3 separate regions of the Gossypium hirsutum genome follow, and all the other regions are linked to region 2. A link is a contact called in public Hi-C data. All regions are on one chromosome and are shown on one strand. Each heading gives the region's core, a stretch centred on a gene start, on an enhancer-like site or on the middle of the called end of the contact. The rest is flanking DNA. Distances are from core to core; before and after follow the strand shown.

Evidence for each region. A called contact is a pair of places that touch in the nucleus more often than the background predicts.
Region 1: a contact with region 2 is called in a Hi-C map of leaf, with 4 times the contacts expected there. The contact joins the promoter of LOC107901753 here to the promoter of LOC107939155 in region 2. A contact is called at or near these places in 9 of 34 Hi-C or Micro-C datasets (callus, hypocotyl, leaf and 1 more).
Region 3: a Hi-C map of leaf shows a contact between it and region 2, with 2.5 times the contacts expected there. The contact joins the promoter of LOC107954697 here to the promoter of LOC107939155 in region 2. A contact is called at or near these places in 9 of 34 Hi-C or Micro-C datasets (callus, hypocotyl and leaf).

The regions. Positions count from the first base shown.
Region 1 is chrA11:41,355,836-41,359,157 of Gossypium_hirsutum_v2.1, reverse strand. LOC107901753 (fasciclin-like arabinogalactan protein 21) reads right to left here and starts at 1,515. Exons shown (of 2, transcript XM_016827887.2): 1 at 89-1,515; 2 at 1. The coding sequence starts at 1,451. The coding sequence ends at 123.
Region 2 is chrA11:41,008,021-41,011,340 of Gossypium_hirsutum_v2.1, reverse strand. LOC107939155 (agamous-like MADS-box protein AGL104) reads right to left here and starts at 1,781. Exons shown (of 13, transcript XM_041081823.1): 1 at 1,492-1,781; 2 at 1,357-1,410; 3 at 1,207-1,225; 4 at 1,068-1,129; 5 at 862-898; 6 at 728-789; 7 at 517-616; 8 at 338-391; 9 at 79-212. The coding sequence starts at 1,676.
Region 3 is chrA11:41,511,633-41,515,261 of Gossypium_hirsutum_v2.1, reverse strand. It overlaps LOC107954697 (bifunctional aspartate aminotransferase and glutamate/aspartate-prephenate aminotransferase), which reads left to right and starts at 1,471. Exons shown (of 10, transcript XM_016890332.2): 1 at 1,471-2,035; 2 at 2,727-2,961; 3 at 3,104-3,197; 4 at 3,338-3,441. The coding sequence starts at 1,902.

The DNA.
Region 1 (3,322 bases), core at 266-2,765, 350 kb before region 2:
CCTAAAAACAGACAGACTTATCAAAGTTTTACTCAATAGACTAAACACAGATTCACCGTGAACCAAAGCTAGGAAACAGAAGGCGAACCTGCAGTTCACTGTACATGCATCAGCAAAACCCTTCAAAGACCATGGTCATGGACATGGTGGTCTTCAAGTTCCAGCATGTGGGGCTTGAGCTGAGTCGCCACCTGATTCACCTGGCTCATTCCACAATTGCCTTGGCCTTGCTCATTCGAAGCTTCACAATCCCCATTTGTTCCTCCCACCGTCGACGTCTGATCTCCACCTAAAATGGCATCAGTCACCGCCGCCATAGGATGAAGATGTGGGAATGGCAGGTAAATGCTATGTACTATAACATTCAAATTCCTTATCATATCAACAACCTTAATCGCCACATAGTTGATCCTCAATTGATTCTTCGTAATGCCTTCTCCCGCCGTCGTCACCACCAAACTCTGCCCTCTGTCCAATGTCGGCAGAGTGGTCCCCACTGGAAGTCTCTCCAGATCCGCAACAGTCAAAAACTGATTTGGCACCATATGGAATCTTACACTGTGGATGTAAGCGTACGAACCGGAGAAGATGGACACGTCATCAAGACCAAAGATCGTGACATTGGTGAGAGGAATGAGTTCGGCATACTTGACTTTCATAGCGAGTGAGAGAACGGAGAAGCCGTTATTTCTCAGCCGTAGCATGGCGTCTCGAAGCATGAATCGCATCAGAGCCACATTCTGTTGCTGCTTAAATTGGTTGTTTTGGCTCTGGCCGTGGTGGAACGGGAAAGAGAGTGACGTCATCCGTTCTACGTCACAAGAGAAAGGCGAAAGAGGTGAGATGTAGCCTTGAAGGCCGTGGATAATGAGTAGACCGTTGTTGAACAGATCTGGCTGAGTGATTTCAACTCCGCCGATAAAGATCTTGTGAACGGTGAAGTTTTTCTGGTTGTTAGCGGTGGAGGTAACGGTTAAGCAACGGCCGGGGCTGAGAGTTTCGACTTTGGTACCGAAGGTGAGTTTCTGGAGGTAATCGTTGGTGAAGAGGCCAGGAACCATGTGTTCACGGAGGAGGGAAGGAGTAGAGCAAGAAGCACACGAGCGGACAGAGGAATCAGAGGGAGCAAAGATAGTGTACGGACCAGACCAAGCAGCGGCGGAGGTAGAGTCACTGAAGAGGGAGGGAGCGGCGGTGGCTAGCTCGTTGAAGCCGAGATGAGACAGGATTGGTGCAAGGAGTGAAGTGTGGGGGAGGAACGCGTGGTCGGCGTGATCTTGAGGTGGTTGAGGCGAAGGTGAGATTGTGAAGAAGGGTGATTGTTGTGGAGCGCTGATGGTGGCAGTGGAAGCGGTGGAGGTGGAGGTGAGAAATTGGTCGAAAGTGGTGTGGGAGACGGAGAGGAAGGAGAGAGCGAGGACGATGATGAGAGTGAGAGAGGGAACAGCCATTTTTCAGAGAGGGAGTTTGTTTGGAGGATTCTTAGAAAGAGTAGGAAAATGATAGAGAGATAGCGAAAGCGGATGGATATTTATTTATAAGGGAGGCGCGTGGGAATTGGGAAATGAAGAGGCTGACACCAACGGTTTTAGGGGGTTTGTTAGGAGTGTCCTTCAAATAAATTTTATGATTTCTGTTTTTTTTGGCGGGAACCAAGAAACGACTTTTGGGTGCGTTTTCAGATTCATTTACGAGTTGTTGTTTAAGTACATCCTCACACTCGGTTATAAGGAGTGTCAGCGTTTCTAAATTCGTCATCAATTCATTTCTGCTGATCAGACGGTCCAAAACTTGCTATGCTGATTCCCAGTTACTCACTGTTGTATTTCATTTTCAGCATCCTACTTTAATCAAATGCCCAAATTGCCCCACTGTAACACGTGTTTCTAAAATTTAAAATCTTAATTATAAAAATTAAATATCTTTTGCTGCGCTACCTAGTGTGGATTGCAGCCGGTGGGCAATCTTTCTCCAACTCCATTCAATCCTCACTCTTAAAAAATTATTTGTTTTTGAACACGAATTCACAATTTGTTCAAAGATTCAATTTCAACTCTAATCTAACCCCATTCAATTTTTTATTTTTTATTTTAAAATAAATAAAATTACATTTCTAATTGTTTTTTCTGCAAATAAGGTTTTTTTATGTTTAAATTTAAAACGTAATATATTATTTATTTATATTTTTATTATTTATTAAAAGAAATTTTTTAATATATATTTATATATATCAAGAGTATCTTTAATATCATGAGACAAGCAGAGCAGATTTACCTCACATCTAAAACTGATCTAATTATTATTTTTAATTTAACTCAACTCGAAAACAATTTTTTAAAATAAAATCCAACCCTAAAGATTAAGTCGAGTTGGAGCCCATCATATTCAGGATTTTTTTTTTACCTCCCTACTCACAGTTCACAAGCCTGCAAATATTTATTTCAACTTTTTTCTAACAAAAGAAAATTGTAAGATCTTATCAAGTTTAATCAATAAATGAGTTATAATTTATAGAATTTAGACTTAATTCTTTCTCAAATTTAGAGAAATGGTGACGTAGTGAAAAATAAATTAATATTTGAAGTTGTAATGAAAAAACAAAAATCAACAATAATGTATGAAATTAATATTCCTCAATCATGCTTTAGTATTGTTGATAAAAGCTAAGACGTATTATTCAGGCTTGGGTCTTATAAATCTCTAATTTTATCATGTTCTATGTGAATTTTGTTCGACTATGTTTATATTTTTTTTTCCTTTGTATTTTATATTAATTTGATTCTATTATATAGTAATTTGAAATTACCAACACCCATTTACAATAAATTTAACATTATCCAACTTTTTGGCTTTCATTTTACCAATATGAGGTTGGTGGAAAAATAAGAAGAAGAAAAAACTCTGTCTCTCTCTTCTTTTTTTTTTTTTTTTTTAAGGAAAGACGATTTTGATTTTATGATTTCATTTTGATCAGTATATCAGATCATCCAACAATGATCTTGTAAGTTGATTTCTTAATTTCGCAAATGCTCATTTGTTGTTTGCATAGTATTGCATTAGTATTAGGGTTAGGTTATTGGTTCGGTCTTTGATAAACTATATTTGAGTTCAAAATTTAGATTGTAAGTTTAAATCTTGGGTGATACTGTTAATATCTAATTTTGAAACATGTCTAAAAAAATTAGAGATTGTGATCATATAATTTGCATTAATGACGTGTTAGGTGGTTTAATGGATCCAAAATGTTGCAATGAGTATATATATATTTAGGGGTATTCAAACGGTCAGTTTAATTAATATTCGAATTAAATTATCATTAATC
Region 2 (3,320 bases), core at 532-3,031:
CATATATGAAGATAAGAATTTAAGCCTAACCCTTTTATTATATATTTATATGGGAATTGAATGGTATAATTAGTATACCTAACAGGAATGCAAGGAGATTCAGATCCTGCACAATACTGAGTTGGGTTTTGGGATTGTCCATTGTCTGGCAACCAACCCACCATGTCATTTCCAAATGAGTTTGGCATCCCTTCTTGTGCATCCAAGTACATCTACATTTTTATACGAGTTTGGCATGGACTAATTTATACATTTTTTGAGTAAAAGAGATAAAATATAATTTAAGACCTCTATAATACTTTTACTTTCATATTTCATATGTTTGAGATTAATTTACCTGTACACTGGATGGATCAGTGAAAGAGGATAAATGACTCGTCATGAGATAATTCTGCAATATCATTAATTTAAAAATAATCATTACTTGAAAACGCTAATTAAAGAAAGAGTTTAGAATTAATTAAAATAATATTAGTATAATCACTTAATCCATAAAGAGATAGATATGATATCAACCTTTCTTTGAGTAATACGTGTTAAAACTTGTTCAAGGCTCTTCTCGCACGATTCAAACTCGGCCATGGATGTGAGTGTTGAAGGCTCAGGCTCATACACCCTTTATACAATTCAAGTACTATAATTATTCAATTAAAATAATCATCAAATGGAGTAAATTAAATTAATTCAAAGCAATATAGGTAATTAATAGTATAATAAGTCTCCTAACCTTAATTGCTCCTCAGCCAATTGTATTTGTTGTCGTAAATTATTGATTTCCCGTTGAAGTTCCTATTCATATTTCTGAAGGGCTTAATTATATTATTAAGCTTCATACAAGAGAAAGAATATTAAAATGTGTACCTCAACATTTGAGTTAGTGGTAGTATTTGTAGTAGAACTGCATAGAAACATTAATTGAGATATCAAATGTCAACATATAATAAATTTTAAATAAATATTAATATCATGTGTTTTAAAAGAATATGAATATGAATGATAAAATTTTATATCGGAAAGTATAAACTTCGATTCCGATTTAGAAAGAAGATTGGGTCGGAAGAAAAAACCTTGCAAGTTGAAGAACAAAATCATGTTCAGCTTGAAGTTTCTTCAAGGTGCTTAGCAAAATCTGAAACATAAAAAGGAAGGGTAGAAATGATGAAATATGTTATATTTGGAGCCATATTATAACTAATGTCAAATTACCTCTTTATTCCGTACCAAGCTGCAATTAAAAAAAGAAAAATACTAGTAAAATATCAAGAAAAGTTAATATTCAAATTCAAATTTTAATATCTGCAAAATCTTTTATCTTTGTACTCGAAAAAGATTTATCCTTTAAATCAAAATCCCTACCATCCTCTATCTTGATCAGGTAAATTTATGTATCGGCTAAGCACATCTTCAATTCTACAAAGAGTTAGAAAAAAAATGATAAACATGAACAAACATGATAGTTGTAATTCAATAGGATGCAATTTGTAAGGGTACCTTTTTTTGCCTGAAAAATGACTGACACGACCAGAAGGTGAGAACATGATGAGAGCAATTTCGATGTCGCAAAGGATGGAAAGCTCATAAGCTTTCTTGATTAGTCCATTTCTACGTTTGGAGAATGTGACTTGTCGATTGGTATCATTCTCGATTCTTTTAATTTGAAGTTTAACACGACCCATGAAATGGAAGATGGAAATTTAAGATGGATAGCGAAAAGAGAATAAGTAGTATGTTTAGTTTTGGTATAGGGAATTGTAGGCTTTGGGATGTTATAAAGGGGTGATATTATGATATAGTTGAAACTGAAGAGGTCAAAATAGAGATACCGAATAAAAAGAAGCAGAGCATAGAGTGAGAGTCATAGCTAGAAGAGTGGAAGAGTTTGTTTTCCAAATAGTAAATGGGCGAAATTATCTCCCTCTCTTTCATATCCTTAATTAGATGGTTTGTTTCAATGCTGCTACTTGAATAAGATCCTATTCAACTAACATCTTTTTTTCTTTTCTCTCCTCTCCTATTTTAAACATTTTATCTTAACATTGGGGTAACAGGAGATACAATTTCACCTGCCATTTTCGTAAAATTCACAAAGGTTTGTATGCCTTGGATTCACCTTGCTCTCTCTGCTTGTCTCAATTTGAATCTTAATTAAATAATTTAAAAGTTTTTTCATTTAATTAAAAATAACAATTTTAATATGAAAATAATTTTAATATTTTTATAATATATGAGGAGTAAACTCTAGTTGTTAATTTGAGAAAGATTGACTAGTTTAGCATTACTTTTGAGAAGTGTTTTAGAAAAGTGATGTTGATAAGTATTTTTGAAAAGTTTGGTTTAAGATTCAAGTGTTTAGTATTACTATCCAAAAGTGTTTTTAAGAAAAAAATGTTCATTTTACACCTGGTGTTATAAAGTAAAAAATAAGCATTTAAATAATGTTCAAATTAGTTAATATTATGGTATTTTTAATAAGAATATAAAAAATAATTTATTATAATTTGTTATTAATATTTTAATATATGAAAAATAAATTTTAAATATTTTCTAAGCAATTAACTAAAGAAGGGCAAGTACCATATGTTAGAGGAGTGAAAACATAATTAAATTGTTAAAAGTACTTTTGGAATAGAAAAAGTTAAAATTTTTAATTTCTCCATCTGAGAAAAGTGCTTTTAAAAAGCCAAATGTTTTCTTCAAAATTTGTTTGTTTAACATTCCTTTTGTTTTAAAAGTGCTTTTAATGTCAAAAGTACTTTTAAAAATCACTATTAAACACAATATTTTAGTAATTTAGTCAAATTCCAACTTAAACATATTGGAATTGATTAAGGCATCAAAATCACAAAAAATAAAAATAAAATCTTACAAATGGACACTATTTCTTCAAAATCACAAAACAGTCCATTACAAGCCCTAAAACAACAAAAAACAAAAGCCCAAATAAATTAAAACCCTAACAGCCCAAAAACCCACAACTTTAACTTTCAGCAAAGAAAAAAGAAACCCTAGCCTACAAGCTGCCGTTGCTCCTCCCCAACACACCACCACAGCCACACGCGTTTGACGTTTCTGTTACCTGCAAAGCAAGAAGAACAAGCAACAATAAGAGCAATACACCACGCAGAAGAGTACAACAAAGAAACAAACAAATTGTAATCGGCTATAAAAATGAGAAGGATCAATGTAATGTTTTTATTTTTTACGAAGAAAAATATAAAAACCAAAGATTCAAATATCCACAGAGAATCAATCGAAACCTAGAAAAAATTTGAAACACAGAATCGAAATTTCAAAGGTGGTTCATCTATTTATTTGTTACT
Region 3 (3,629 bases), core at 222-2,721, 500 kb before region 2:
AAAATTTAAAAGTAGAAGGATTAGAGAATAGCTGAATACCTTGAAAGACTAACAGAAATAAATATAGACAGTGGCGGAGCTTGAAATTTGTTTTGGGTCGGAATTAAATTGTATATTTTTATGATAATAGAAATGTAATTTTATTATTTTAATAATTTATAATTTTATAATTTTTAAAAGATTAAATTAAATTTTTATTATTTTAGTTAATAAAATAAAATTTTACTATTACTAATTTAAAATTTTATAAATTATAAAGTATCTAAATAAAACATTATCATTTTAGAAGGTCATGACCTCCTAGATCTCCATTACGTTCCGCTACTGAATATAAATTAAACGCAACAAGAAATAAAAAGATAAATACTGGAATAAAATACAAATTAAGGAAAAAATGAGATATAACTAGTGTGATGGAAATACAGATATGTAAAGGATAAAATGAAAGAGTTTTCATTAACTTTATACAATAAAAGTGTGGTGGACAACAAAGCTGAAGAATATCAATTATAAAATGGATCGTGAGATGTGTAGAATTTTAATAGAGTAAGGGAAGAAGCAATCAATTGATTGCGTGTATGAAATTGGGGTGAAATTTTTCAATAAAGTTAATTAATGTGTGGGAGAAAAAGTAATATATATCTTATAAGGGTTTCCTGAAAAAGATACCACTTAGAAAAGTTGATTGTACTAAAATTATAATTTCTGATGACTACCAGTATTAATGGAAATTTTAAGAAAATATATTGGAAACGTTTTTTTTTAAGCTATGATTAATAGTAATTAAAAATTGGTTTTGTGTCACTTGCCAAGCAAATAATTACTTTAAAATTTAAATTTTCTAAAAATGCAACATAATCTTACTATAGTCTATATATGTATATATATTAGATGTTATTACAAGTTAATTGGACATTATTTTATGATTGATAATAATATAATAATAAACAAATATAATGTATTTAGTATTTGAATAAATTATACAAATAGTTATCTAATTATAACTTTTTTAATCACTTAAGTAAAAAAAATTGTAATTTAAGCATCTACGTTGCATGATAGGAAGAAGAGGTGGAATGATTTTTATTATATTTAATATTAATATAAAATTTAAATTTAGTATTATATATTTTTAAAAATATTTATGTATTTTTATATGTTTCTTTGAAGTTTTTAGAATTAGAATCAAAATGAGAATATTTATAAATTTTAAAGGTTATTTTTTTTAAGTTATGACTAAATTACCAATATATAAAAAAATTAAAAGTTATATTTGTTATTATACTAATTTTTTAACTGCCATATTAACTTTTCGTTAAAATAAGTGACTAAAATATTTAAAAAATATAACATTAATATTTAAATTGTAAATTTTTTATTTTAGGTGCCCTAAAATGAATTTTTTTTTATAATTGACTGTATATATAGTTTGCGTGGTTCAGATTTCGTTTTATACCCAAACAAGTTTCTCAATTTATTATTAATTAATTTCAGTTTAAATCGTTTGAAAGGGGGTAGGTAAGGTACAAGGTGATAAGCGAGGAGAGATGGAGTTGTTGGCCAACCAGCATACCCGGAATTGGGTCAATTCCCGACTTCACTTCCACTGTTTGCTCCCACTAGCATCCTTCCACCTACCCATCTCTCTCCTTTCTCCTTTCATCGCCATCGATTGATGTAAATTTCAAGCCTTCAAATTCCACCTTATTACTTTAAACCAACCATACCTCACTTTCCAACATTAAGGGAGATAAAATAATAAACTATTAAGCCCACTTGTTCTCCCACCAACCCCCATCCCCTTATTTTTCCTGGACTAATTTTGAGTTTGTTTTTATTTATTTCACTGAGGAACCTCCTCCTCTTGCCCAAAATTTGTTTTCTCTTCAATCTTCGGACAAATGGCAGTTTCTCTTCATAACTCAACAGGAATTTCCGGTGTTGGCTTCGACTCAAAATTTTTGGGATCACATTCTGCTTCCAAGGCCTCCGTTTCCGTGTCTTTCCATTCCTCTATTACTAATCTTTCCTTAAAGTAAGTTCCTTTTTCCGGCATCTTAATGTTTCTAGCTTTTTTTTTTAAATTCTAGGGGGAGCAATATTGGGTTGTGATTGCATTTAACATATAATCTGTCTATTCAGTTCATTGAAGAAAATCCAGAAATTTGATTCTGGATCATCAGTTGAATCACTGATGCATTTGCAGATTTTACTTGACACTGCCTCAATGTTAGCTTCTTTGCTTCTTTTGCAGATTTTAGTTTATCCTTAGCAATCTGCAGAGACACTAATTTGTTGGTCAAATCAATTTTCGTTTATTCTGTTTTGATATCATCCGCTGTATAAGAGAACATGGAATATTGAAATAAAGAAACATATGTTATTAAATATTTTCTACGAGATTGCTATGGAAGTGGTTTCATGAGTATTGTCTTTTTTTTTTTTAATGGAAGTGTAAAGAGAAACATCTTTATTCTTAGTTTATTCCATTCCTTAAGCTGATTCATTGAAGTTGCAGAACCATTTTAATTTAAGAAACTTCCCTTTGTGGCACTATCTATAAACTTGAAGATTAAACAAGGAAAGCATTTTGTGCTGGCATTTTTTTGTTTGTGTGAGAATTAAAGAAAAGTTGTCTCAAAAGTCTTAATTATTTCCCAAAGGGAGAAGGGAGCACTGGATATATTAGAGAATTTCATTGTCTGGTTGTATATACTTCTTGGCAGATCTGTTGAGACTTCTAAACAACAGTCATATAGAATAACTGCAATGTCAAAGACAGAGAGTAGCAGCGACCAAGTGAAACTTGATATCTCTTTGAGCCCTAGAGTTAACTCTGTGAAGCCTTCAAAGACAGTGGCTATAACTGATCATGCAACTGCTCTTGCACAAGCTGGTGTCCCTGTTATTCGATTGGCTGCTGGAGAGCCTGATTTTGATACACCAGCCATCATAGCTGAGGTGCAATAATGTTTCTAGTCCATCTTGGATCCTTGTTTTCTCTGTTTTAAGTTTTGACATCTTTTAGTTTAGATTTTCTTCTTCCACTAATTAGTGTTTTAATTTATTGTACTTCATTTTTTTTTTTGTTTCTGAAAGTAAGGCTGGGATAAATGCTATTCGTGAAGGTTACACAAGGTACACTCCCAATGCAGGTACTTTGGAACTTCGTACGGCAATTTGTCATAAGCTAAAAGGTAACTATATATGTTTTGCAAGTGATTTTTTGATGTAACAAGTGTAAATTTGATGTGCGTTTACCTTTGGATGAGGCATCGTTTCTCATTTTTTGATACTTTCTAGTACTTTTTACTTATTTCCTTTTAATTTATTTTAGAGGAGAATGGAATCTCTTATTCTTATGATCAAATTGTGGTCAGTAATGGTGCTAAACAGAGTATCCTTCAAGCAGTTCTTGCAGTTTGTTCTCCTGGGGATGAGGTACTGGTTTTTTTATTTGACAACCTTTACCATAAAACATTTTGGAATATGCTTTAAGAAATCCTCCTCACCCTCTTTTGACTTAGTTGTGAAATTACTACTGTAGATGTGTTTCCTTTTTTCACATTTTCACTCAATTCTGAGCCATATTTACTTATTTTGCTTTCTTTCTCTTACATCTTTGATCA